Linked DNA regions of Rattus norvegicus: region 1 is linked to region 2. Evidence: chromatin contacts called from public Hi-C data. All regions are on one chromosome and are shown on one strand. Each heading gives the region's core, a stretch centred on a gene start, on an enhancer-like site or on the middle of the called end of the contact. The rest is flanking DNA. Distances are from core to core; before and after follow the strand shown.

Region 1 (5,537 bases), core at 1,698-4,197, 96 kb after region 2:
TTCTATCCTGTTGAGTTCTTAAATCCAAGGAAAAGTTTAAGATTGTTAAGTTCTAAGGGAATTATAGCTAGAAGGCTTTAGTTTTCCTTCTAGACCCAGGAAACACCTGAGAAGAGCTGAAGTCAAACATTCCAAATTTGTCAGTACACCATGACCTCAGCTTTCATGAGGATGATGATAATGTCCTCACAGAGCTGGCACTAAGATTAAGAATAAGGATGTTTGAAGTTCTTCAACTTACTGCATATCATGTAGTGTAGGTAATGTGTAATTTCCCTGTCCTGCGTTTCAAAGATGTATCATCAATTAATTCTGGAGTTACCTTAATCTTAGCAACATCAGTTTCATCATTCTGTGTGCTTATTTTAATTACTTTCTTTTCTTTCTTCCCAAATAAAACAATGAGGGGGTAGTTTTTGTAAGCAATGAGAAGACAAAAAGTTTTTCTAATACTGTTAGCAAAATGTCCAAAAATATTTTAAATAAAAAAATCAAAGATGCTCATGGATAATAATGTTTCCTTTCAAAAGCTCTGTCGGCAGAGCAGCTAATTAAATTAATTTTCTATTTTCCAAGTCTGACATATTAAAGGCAGCTGACTTGGGATAGGGGGCTTGAGTCTGCTACAAGTATGTGAATACTTGTGACTCTCCCCAAATTTATAGTTGAATTCTAATCTCCAAGGATTAGGAGGTGGGGCTTTTGGAGGGAACTAAATCACAGAAACAAAGCCTCCACCAATAGGATTAGTGTTCTTTTTAAGAAGACTCCAAACTCAGTTTTTTCACTTGTCAAATGAAGATGATACAAGAATGTGATTGTATGGAATAACTAGGATGTGACATATAATTATATAAGATAATGACATTAACAAGAAGACATACTGCACACTAAACACCAAGCTCTTTGCTTAGAGATTGCTTTATTGTTATCTCCTTAGTTCTCCCAGCCACCCGGTTGGCTGTGCCCAGTGACAAGAGTGAAGCTTTAAAATGGAAATAACTGGGGTTGGGGATTTAGCTCAGTGGTAGAGCGCTTGCCTAGCAAACGCAAGGCCCTGGGTTCAGTCCCCAGCTCTGAAAAAAAAAAAAGAAAAGAAAAGAAAAAACTTTAAAATGGAAATAACTTACCTCGTTGGTGTATAAGGCCACAATTGGAATAGTTTAATGTGAAATGTCACTCTAAAAATCTCTAGTCTTAAATCATCATGCTATAGAATACAAAATGAGAATGTTGATAGGAAAAATGAAGAACAAATATTCAAATAATTACAATATGGAATCTTCTGTAAGACAGTACAAATTTAAAATTTATTGAATCATACAATGATTTTCAATTAAGTAAAATCGGTGCCTATGAGCATAAGATGAGTAAAAGATTTCTACTAAATGAAAACTAAGTGAGTTTATATAAAAGTATTTCTGACATGGGGCCAGTGAGATAGCTCAACAGGTAAAGGCACTTTCACCAAGCATAATGATTAAGTAATAATAATATAAATTATTATTTAGCAAAATATTATTTAGTAATAGTACTATTTTTTAGAAAAAATATATTTTAATATAGACATTTTAAGTGAAAATTTGCAATTATTAGACAACCCATACACATAAATGACGTTTTAAAACTAAAAGTCCAAGTGGTGTGATGACAGGGCTACCTAGATAGTAAGAAAAATGATCACAGGTAGTTTCTTTTCTGCTGTTCTTTATTGATCTGAAAAGTCACAACTTTTTGGTATTGAAGAAGAAAATGTACAGATCCCATCTCTGCATATGAAAGATAGAAATCTCTGGCTATCTTTACTCTGCCATACCAAGTACATTAAAATATTTTTACATATATTTATGTACATCGGTGTTTTGCCTTCGTGAATGTTTGTGTGAGGTGTCAGATCCCCCTGGAACCTTAACTATCGATAGTTCTGAGCTGCCATGTGGGTACTGGGAATTGAAACTAGGTCAGAGAGCTGCTAGTGCTCTTAACTGCTGAGCCATCTCTCCAGCCCCTACCAAATACATTTTAAACCCAGACTGTTAGTTCAGTGTTTGAGTGAGGTCTTGGTTGGCATTGGTCTTTACTCCATCCCAAAGCAGGAAGCAGCAGATGTTCTCAATTGAAGAAGAGAAATATGACAACAGTGAATAATTTGTCTCCAAATCAGAGACTAAAATAAGAATATATTGTGCTCTGCAATTAGACACTAAAATCCAGTCTAGAACTGTTCATTAAAAACAGAATTTTTAATAGTTTTTGTAATCAAAAGATAATTTATCTTAGGCAGATTGTTTTTATATGCCTTTTAGCATGGTTTTAAAGAATATTATAAGGAGACAGATGATGATTGCCTTTTTTGAACTGTAAAACACTTCTCAGTTTTGGCAAATGGTTTAGGTTTGCCAAAAAAATCTGTAAGGACACATCTTCAGTGGTAGAATAGGCTGGAAGACATGATATTCTTCTGCAAGAAAATGGTTAGATTTGAGTACAAAGCTAGTTTGGTGCGATCCCAATAGACAGATGTATGCAATTTAGCTGAAAAAAAAAGTCATGGAAGAAAGTGTACTTGCAATTGTTGCTTTCATAATGTATTTTTAAATGTTTGATCCTGAAATAGGGAAAAATTCTAAGGCTATTCTCTTTCTGTTTTTAACCACTTTAATATCTATAGTTTCAAGAATTCAAAGGGTTTGCTGAATACTGTTATTATTTTAATTGGTTGCTTCTGAGGTGCGTAACCCCTTCCAGAGATAGAGGCTGAACAGCAAGTATTTGAACAGGCAAAGTTTACTGTGAATAATTGTTCCTTATATTAGGGGCCAGTAAGAATTCTAGAACTCTGACAAAGAAATATAGGACTAGCAAACATAAGGACTTCCACTCTAAGGGCTGAAATGGAAGGACCAGGCAGGGGTTTGGTCAGTCTCCCAGTACCACTGAAATTGAAGCTTTACTGGAAGAGAACATGTGGTAGCTAAGGACCATAGGTTTACTGAGACATCGTGCTGGTAGGACACAACAGGAGTCTGCCTTCTAGAGTTTAAGGGAAGCCATCCTTAGGGATAGGCTTCACCTCTGAATGTGAGAAAACTGACTAAAGATGTCCCTGAGGAAGTTGGTCACAGACAGGACACTCTACTGGCAGTACACTGCTGCAAAGCCACCTCAAGAGGGTTCTGAGAGAAGTTGCTCATGGACAGGTGCCACATGCTGAGCACTGAAAATAAACTGCACACACCAGGGAGCCTTAAGAGAAAAACACTGGAACCAGAGAGCAAAATGCTTCTGCTTTAGTGTCCCTCCAATGCCCTCTGTTGGCAAACCTTAATGTTGGGTCAGCTGGAAAAACATTGAGTTCAGCTTCAGTAGTGCAAAGCAGTAAATCATAATGGGTGGAAGTGCAGAGACTGAATTCATAAGTAGTGTAGGGCATGAAGCTTTTCGGGATACAGTGGAGTTTTTGTCGTACTGTGATTTTTTTGAGACAGAATCTCATTCTGAAGCTCAAGCTGGCCTTAAACTCATTTCCTTGCCCTCCTGAGTGTTGGGGTTACAGGCATATGCCACCATGCTTCATTGAATATAGTGGGGTTTTTTATTGTTACCTTCTAAAACAGCATACAAATTGCTAGGTTTTGTTATAATGCGTTCTTGTATATTTTGTTATGCATTCCCTCTTTGCTACCCTACTCTATCCCCTTGCCTCCCTCTCGATAGTCCCCTCTCCCAGTAGATATCTTTTCTTCTTAACATTTGTCCCAATACCTTCCTCTCTCTGGTTTTACCTGCCCCTTAGGATTTTTCCCCTGTGAGGGTATCCTCTCTAGTTCCATGACCTGTCCCCACACAGATGGGATAGCTTGATGCCATATTGTATCTAGCTACCCCATCTGTAATACTTGGCAATGTTTTCCATTTTATTTTGCTTTCTTTTCCTTGTTTCCTTTAAATGATTAATGACTAAATATCATAGCATATCCACAGTAGAATTTTTAGTATTGATGGTTATCAATTTGGGAAAATTCAGTTTTTGAAGTAAAATTTTACCTAAAACATCATGTATATAAGTAAAACAAACCTGTGATTTGATTCAGAATATTGTGTTAGTCCATATTGTGCACTTAGACTTGTTCTAGTAGGGATTCACAAATATTATATAGAGAGTTTCTATAATAGGAATGACAAAGTGAGTTTTGGTAAAAATGTTATTGGACTGTATATTAAAATATAAGCCAGAGTTTCTCTCTGAAAACTCAAAGGACTTTAAAGAAGAATATGAAGAATTGGGTATGATCCTCTAATAGTGTATCACATAGATGCCCACCAACACATTGCAGAGTGGTAAACTAATAATACTGTCCTGGAGAGCGGTTTGTTTTCTGTGTAATACAAGAGGCGCATTCCTTTCTGGCCTTTCTCCATTCCTACTTACCAACAGCCAAGCTTACCCATTGCTGGGCCATTGCAAACTCTTCCTGTAGGTTGTTCTCCAGTCTCAACCCACCTCTAATTCAGTCTGCCAATTACCTACAGTTTTTTCTCTCTTAATTACTACTTTCATTTCCCCCAGTCTTCAGAACATATCATTAATAGTGTATTTCTCTGTAACTCCATTGCTTTGAGATTGAATTAAAACACTGATATTAAATTATCTGATGTTTGCATTTCCAGGACATTCATGTTTTATGTCACTTCCCCACAGGAATGCTTTGCTAGGTTGATTTAGTAGATCTTTGTTATCTTGTTCCTATGTCAGATAAATTCAGCCTACCCTGAAGGAAGGCACAGGCAGCAAAGGGAGATTCATTTAGAATCTAAATTTTACACAATTATTATAGTGTGTGGAGGGTAGTGATAGTCACTAACCCCTAAAAGATGTTCATATCCAAATCCTACAGTTCAAGATTATGTTACCCTTATATGGCAAAATGAAACTGTAAATGTAGTTAAAGATCTTGAGATGGGAGATTATCCTGGATTATTTGTGTGAGCACAAACTAATGACAACAGCTTGATAAAAAGACAGGATGAGTAAGATTTTACTTACGGGAGAAGGTAGTGTGCCAGATTAGACATGGGATGATTCAGCTGGGATCTCGGGAACATTGGAAGTCTGGTACAAGTTTAAAGGGTCTCCTCCTTAGAACCTCTGAAAGAAACCAACTCTGCCAACACCTTGATTTTAGTTCACTAGCACTCACTGGGGAGGCTTTACCTCTAAAACTCTAAAATCATTATGTTATGTTGCTGAAAGCCATAGAGTTTGAAGTGACTTACTGTCCATGCAGCAGGAAACTATTACACTTAAATAGGCACTTGCATGGAAGGGGAAGTGTGAACTTCTTCTAAAAGAGTCACTGAATTAGTAAATGGACATGGGGGCAGGTCACTGAAGGAGGGGCAAGGGTGAATAGAGGTGGAGACTGGTGAATTCGTAGACTTAGTGTGCAGGTAGTTCATGCTATTAGAGAGAAAGTAGCTAGGTTATGACTGTTCTCTCTTCGATGCTAAGAAGTTTGGACTTTATTTTTCAGGCA
Region 2 (6,265 bases), core at 2,170-4,669:
TGATGACAGGTAACTTCCCTATGCTACACAGATATGCTGATTGATTTCTGATGTCTGTTCCCACGCAGCTTCTTTCCCTCTACCTCCAAATTGAAAGCAAAACTACCTATGTCCTTAGGCTCTCTTGCAGGTGAGGTTGCCTTCTAGGTGACTTTGGTCACCCAGACAAGTAAGAAGGGGAAAATACATTTTATTTCCTCAATAGAGAGATAAGGCAGGGAGTAGAAAGACCTCATATGCCCTCACTGCCTTCCCGTTGCATACTGATGATGTTTGAAAGACTGGCACCCATTTTGAGATGATGAAAAACAAAATAGGGAAAGACATAAGACTATCAAGGATGCCTGAGTGGAAAGAACAAACCAGGTCACTGATGACACTATGGAGTAGTGGATCCAATGTCAGTAACCACACATCTCCAGATTCCATGTTAAATGAGAAAGTCACTACCCCCAATTGTTAAATGACAGTTAACAAAACCGAATGTAGTTTTAACTCATGTGACTAGTTACTTTACCATTTCCTTTAACTAAAACATAATTATTGACACCTGACCATTTTTATTTGGGGTACAGTATTGTCTTTTTGGAAGAAAATTAGGAAATAAATAATTTCATCTAAAAGGTTTGGTTATTTTCATTCTGGAAGCAGAGAGCCATTTCCACTTGCCATTAGTCCATGATACAAACTTGTACTGGCTAGTTTTGTGTCAACTTGACACAAGCTAGAGTTATCGCAGAGAATGGGAGGGCCCAGCCCATTGTGGGTGGTGCCATTCCTGGGCTGGTAGTCTTGGGTTCAGTAAGAAAGCAGGCTGAGCAAGCCTGGGGAAGCAAGTCAGTAAGAAACATCCCTCCATGGCCTCTGCATCAGCTCCTGCTTCCTGACCTGCTTGAGTTCCAGTCCTGACTTCCTTCAACAGCTTCAACAGCAATGTGGAAGTGTAAGCTGAATAAATCCTTTCCTCCCCTACTTGCTTCTTGGTCCTGATGTTTGTGCAGGAATAGAAACCCTGACTAAGACAAAACTCTAGTAGCTGTGGGTTGCTAAGAATGTTCTGTGTAGCTGATAGACCACCCTAGGAGCTAGGAGATATACGTCCTAGCTGGAGGGAATGTTTTGAACTTTGTGGTGATTGGAAGCAAGGCCGACCAGGAAGTGTCAAGAGCTGATAAGATTAGGCCAACCTCTGGAGGGGGTTGTGTATTGGTTAGTTTAATGAATGCACCTCTCCAACAAAGATTAAGCATAATCCCACAGCAAACCTAGAAAAACTGCTATCAAATAGTGGAGGTGTGGGGTAGCTCTTGATCAGGCAATCCACCTATAAACCCCCCACTGCTGTAGATAAGGGAATTGGACCACTTAACCACTAAGACTCTTTTCAGATCTAAACCAGAAGTCCATGAGCAGAGACCAGGCTTAGCCTTGCCATTACCTTTCTTTCCCACCTGGGCTCCCTTTTTTGCTTAATAATCATCCATTTCTACTTTTGAGAGAAATTCTCCATGAAAGATAAACTCCAAACTGAAGTAGGCAAGCCTCGACATAGCTCCTGTTTTGGCAGGAGCAAAGAAGCTAAGCTGGCAAGGTGACTTGTGAGGATTTATGTACAATTCAGAGGAGAGTGGATGATGCCTTATTCATTAGGTGGCAGGGACACATGATAGGTTGGGGTAAGCGACTTGTAACTGTTGGACCCCCGAAAGAAGACAAAGTGTTTTGGGCTCTGAAGCCCTTTCTTTAGAGAAAATACAAAATCTTTGGGAAAGGAGGAAAACATATTTATGCAATTATATTTCCTCTGATTTGCAAGAAAGAAAAGGTTAAGCTCCCAAATATTTAACAAGCAAATCACCCAACCTCTCGAGGGACGGACCAAGGGTTTGTGCAGATCGTTTTTGTTTGTTTGTTTGTTTTTTGTTTTTTGTTTTGTATTTGAAAGGGAAATAGGCTGAATCTTCACCCTGCCCCCTGCACTTTGGTAAATACTAGTTTAAAAAATACCGCGCTGAGAATTTTAACAGATGATTTCTGGAGAGCTGACTTATGAACTAATTGGACACTTCTGCTGTGCGGAGGAACAAAGACTTCCTTTTTTATTGGTCTTCAACTGAGGCATATACCTGTCTGGTGGCGTTGGCTCATTCTGCACATGCTCAGTTGAACAGAATCTTCATATTGCATACAACCTAGCACAGCGGCAACACCCACAGCCTTACTCCGCGGCTGACCCTGTGTGTCCCTTTCCTCTAGTTGCATTTTTATGCGAAGAACTCCAACACTTATAGGGAGTAAACAAAGTCGATGCTGGGGCTGGGGAACAATGTTCAATGGATTTAAAGTCGCTTTATGTCACTATTTTTCTGGTCCGTCTCTAGGTTTTGTCTAGCAGCAATAGACACTGCATAGATATTTGGTGAGTTTGGAGCGGGCAGTAGGAGAAGCTGTTTCGCTAGTTTTTGTGGTACACCTTCCTCTGCAGTTTTTGTTCGGTTCTTTCCTTGGACAATTTTCCCCCTCCCCCAGCCCTCATCTTCATTAAGGAATGGCAGGGTGGCACTAAAAGCATCCTCCGCCGCCAAACACGGTCTTGAGTGACAACCTCTCTCCACCTCCTCTCTGGCTTTTCCATTCATTAGAACCCTTTCCCTGAGTTGTTGGGGTTTTTTTTTTTCTCCCCAGCAAAAACCTGGGAACGGCTTCCTGGGGTTACGAAAGAAGAGGGAAAGCTGCCAGAGTGCTGAGCACGCCGTCCAAGAACGTGCACAGTGCTGTGGACCTTTTGTCGCTTCTCCCCTTGGTTGCGGCTTGGGAGTAGGGGCGACGACCTGCACCAGCCCCACCTCAGCAGCTGCAACCCGCAACCCGGGAAGCTCCGCTTGCCGACCCCCAGCGCCCTCTAGATTCCCCGCGCCCGCCGGTTCTCCGTGACGTTGAGGGCGCTGCGCGCAGGCGCCACTGGGAGCGCCTCTTTTTTCCCTCCCTTCCTCCGCCTCCTTCCGCGGTCCCCGCCTCCCAACGGGCTGGAGGGGCGGGGCCTGCAGGTCTCGCTGCCTTGCGGGCCGAAAGGGAGGAGGGTTTGTCCGCGGGAGGCGGGTGTACAGCGCTCAGGAGCCAGGCGGCTGCTGAGGCTGAGGGGAGGAGCTGAAGGCAGCGGTCGCGGCTCCCGCCCGCACTGAACTCTCATCCCGCGAAGCCCCCTCCCACACTCGGGCGGGCGGCGGCGGAGGGAGGAGGAGAGAAGGAGGAGGGAGCGTCTCTGCCGCCGCCTCCTGGTCCCCAGCGCGGATCAGCCGCCACCACCTCCCTTCGCGACGATCCTCCCTCCATGGTGCTGTCGCGGCCCCCCCTGTAGCCCGAGCTGCCCCGCGCCGCGCCGGAGCCGGTTTCGGGCAGAGGGAGCGGTCGCGGCCTCGCGGCCCGCGCGGGCTGACGAGCGGAGAGTGCGGTGCTTCGCGGTCCCCGAGGGTCCGCACGCCCCGGCAGCGCGGCCGCCAGCAACCGCGCGAGGAGCAGCGGGCGGGCGGGCGGCGCCGGGCCCGGGCCGCCCTCGCTCCCACGCCCCGGCCCCGCCGCCCGCGCCGGGGCGGCAGCCGGCAGAGGAAAGGCGCTGCAGTCTCCGGGCCTCGCGGCCCCGGTCGAGCTTCCTCAGCACCGAGGGCTTGCGGGTCCTGAGGGGAGGACACGAGCCCGGAGCCGGGCACTGAGCTCTTGGGCGCCCCCAACCCAGTTTTCAGAACCCTCCACGCTGCGGCCGCTGTCCCCTCCGGACCATGGCCGACGACGACGTGCTGTTCGAGGATGTGTACGAGCTGTGCGAGGTGATCGGCAAGTGAGTCTCCACGCGAGGGAGCGGGAGTGTGGAAAAATGCTTTTCAGCGATGCCCGGGGCCTCCCGCACCCGCTCCGGGCCTGCCCCCTGCCCTCTCTCCCTCCCCTCTGTCTCCCTTGTCCTCTTCACCCTGGAGTATTTATAGACGTGTACCTGGATCTCCTGCCAGGAGGGAGTCTGGGGGCTTCTCAGCGATCCGTGGAGGCCACCGAGTCCCGGTCGGCCACCCCATAAGGCGTGGGGCGGGCTGCCTGCATTTTATCTGACGGTTAGACAGGGACGTGGCAGGACCGATTTTATAGTTGCTTCCTGGGAACAGTTGGGGTTATTGTTACCTTTCCTGTACCATAGACCTTTTCCAAAAAGAGCAGTCTGCATTTCGTGTGCTTGTGTGGAGAGGGCGAGAGAGCGCGTCCGGGGTTTTTAATTGTGGGGTGTGTGTCTATTGTGCCAGGATATTAGACAGATGCCTTTGTGTTCACCCCATGCCCGTATTTAAGAGGGTCATTGAAGACGGATGCGTCCAGTTTCAGCAAATTCTTCATCTGCCATAGACGAACATAGAAAGAGTTAGGGGCACCCAAAATTTTAATGTCTCGTTATGCAATGACTGTACAATCAGTGCTCGAGGCTCCCTTCCACTGTTGTTGGGATGGTGGTTAGCGTGGTACAGCCGTCTGCTTTGAGTCACCGGGCTGGTCTAGAATATAGAACTGACAGTCCAAATGCTCATCCTTTCGTCTGTGTTGTATAATTACTCTAGGGAAAAGCAGGGAATCAGATTAATCACAGTGCTGATTGAGAATTAAATCTGCAGTTCCTCATCTAATTGTCCAGTCCTGAAATCTGTTTTGAATTGTTTCCTTTTCATTCTTGTCAAACAATATTCCAAGTGCACAATCCTGCTAATTTGCTTGTGAGGGAAATGCTGGCAATCTGAAGTTGATTTCCTAGCTCAGCGTGTATTCTCTGGCTTTGGAAGTTGAGATAAGATTTAAGAGCGATTTTTGCTTATTTACTGGGGCTCATTAGATAGCTAGTATTAGAATATTTTACTTCATTTTGGAAGCGGTGCTTTATTGTCTATTTTAAGGTCCACACTTGGGAAATGAAAGCAAGACAGAGCGGTTGCATTTACCTCTTTAAGTTGTCTGCAGTATACTCAGTTTCAATTTTTTGAGTACGGGTAACTCATTTTTTTCCTCCATATTGAGGCATTACACATGGAGAAATTGTGGGTAGAGCTTGCTACACTCTTTTCTTAGACTCAAATGCTCCTTGCCCCATTGTTCAGTGACCAGCCTATCTGTTAGGAGGAGGATGTCCAAATGTGTCTCCTCCAGTCTTTGTGGATGTGCCCAGAGCAGCGCTGTTCAAAGCTATTTAATGAGAGCCACGTGTAATTTATCATTTTCTAGTAGCCACTTTAGAAAGATGTCGAACAAAAAGGTGGAATTTTAGTAAAATATTTATGTGATATATATGCATATATATATATATATATATATATATATATAGTGATCTCAGCTTGAACATTTTTGCCATACTGTACATCTTTTCCTACTAAGCCATTGAAATGCAGTGTGTGTTTTATACTAACCGAACATCTCAATTTTGACGCCAAGCTAAATTTTTACCAGAAGTACTTGATCTGTATTTAGGTCTCATAAAATTTGCATATGCAAAAAAGTAGGTTCACATATTCAAGTTGTTCCAAACATACATAAAAGTTTTCCAGTAACTGAATTTACTATTTCTAAATTTTAATCAATTAAGCAGAATGCAAAATATATTGCCTCAGTTTGATTAGCCACATTTCAAGTGGTTAATAGCCACAGTGGACTGCTACATTTTTGGAGAGAAAATTTTCAAAAATCTCCTTCATTTCTTCATTGTTATGGGGACACAAAGAAGGCAAATTAGATGTTTCTCAAAAACCACCAAAATGACTGTGAGAGTGAGTGATACTTGTTGTATCTTAGTTATAGCTGTTGTGAGCCTGAAGTCAGTCATTGGAAACTGGGATTAAGATGTTTGCATATTAAATTATGGTGATGGAAATAGCAGTCATTGAATCAATTTTGGTGATTGGTTCTGATTCCTTCAGGTCTGAAAGGATGACAGTGTAGATTTCAAAAGTGGTCAGCTTCATGTTAGTAGTCTGTATTGTGCTGACTTAAAATTGAGAAAATATTTTCAGAAGACACCCCTGGAAGAATTAAGTTTATCCATTCTGTTCTGCAGCTGCAGAAGGAGGAAGAGCAAGCTAATTTTGATAGGCTACCTAGTCAGTGGCTGCCTGCACAACTGTGAACTGTGAGATTTTATTCCTATCCTACAAAATCTGACTTGGTGTCATTTATAAAATGCCATTCCTTGAAATAATGAATCCAAGATAGACTCAGTCTTAAAGAATGTAATGATGGTGTT

Evidence for each region. A called contact is a pair of places that touch in the nucleus more often than the background predicts.
Region 1: a contact with region 2 is called in a Hi-C map of liver, with 3 times the contacts expected there. The contact joins the enhancer-like site here to the promoter of Cask in region 2. A contact is called at or near these places in 3 of 12 Hi-C or Micro-C datasets (frontal cortex, kidney and liver).

Annotation. Positions count from the first base shown.
Region 1 is chrX:11,665,559-11,671,095 of GRCr8, forward strand. All of the region lies in intron 2 of Cask (calcium/calmodulin dependent serine protein kinase), which reads left to right. Among named protein-coding and RNA genes, the nearest start is that of Gpr82, 89 kb to the right of the region's middle. Within about 2 kb of position 2,948, at least 2 of the 93 cell types and tissues checked have an H3K27ac peak or open chromatin away from gene starts, as enhancers often do.
Region 2 is chrX:11,569,217-11,575,481 of GRCr8, forward strand. It overlaps Cask (calcium/calmodulin dependent serine protein kinase), which reads left to right and starts at 3,420. Exons shown (of 26, transcript NM_022184.1): 1 at 3,420-3,835. The coding sequence starts at 3,777.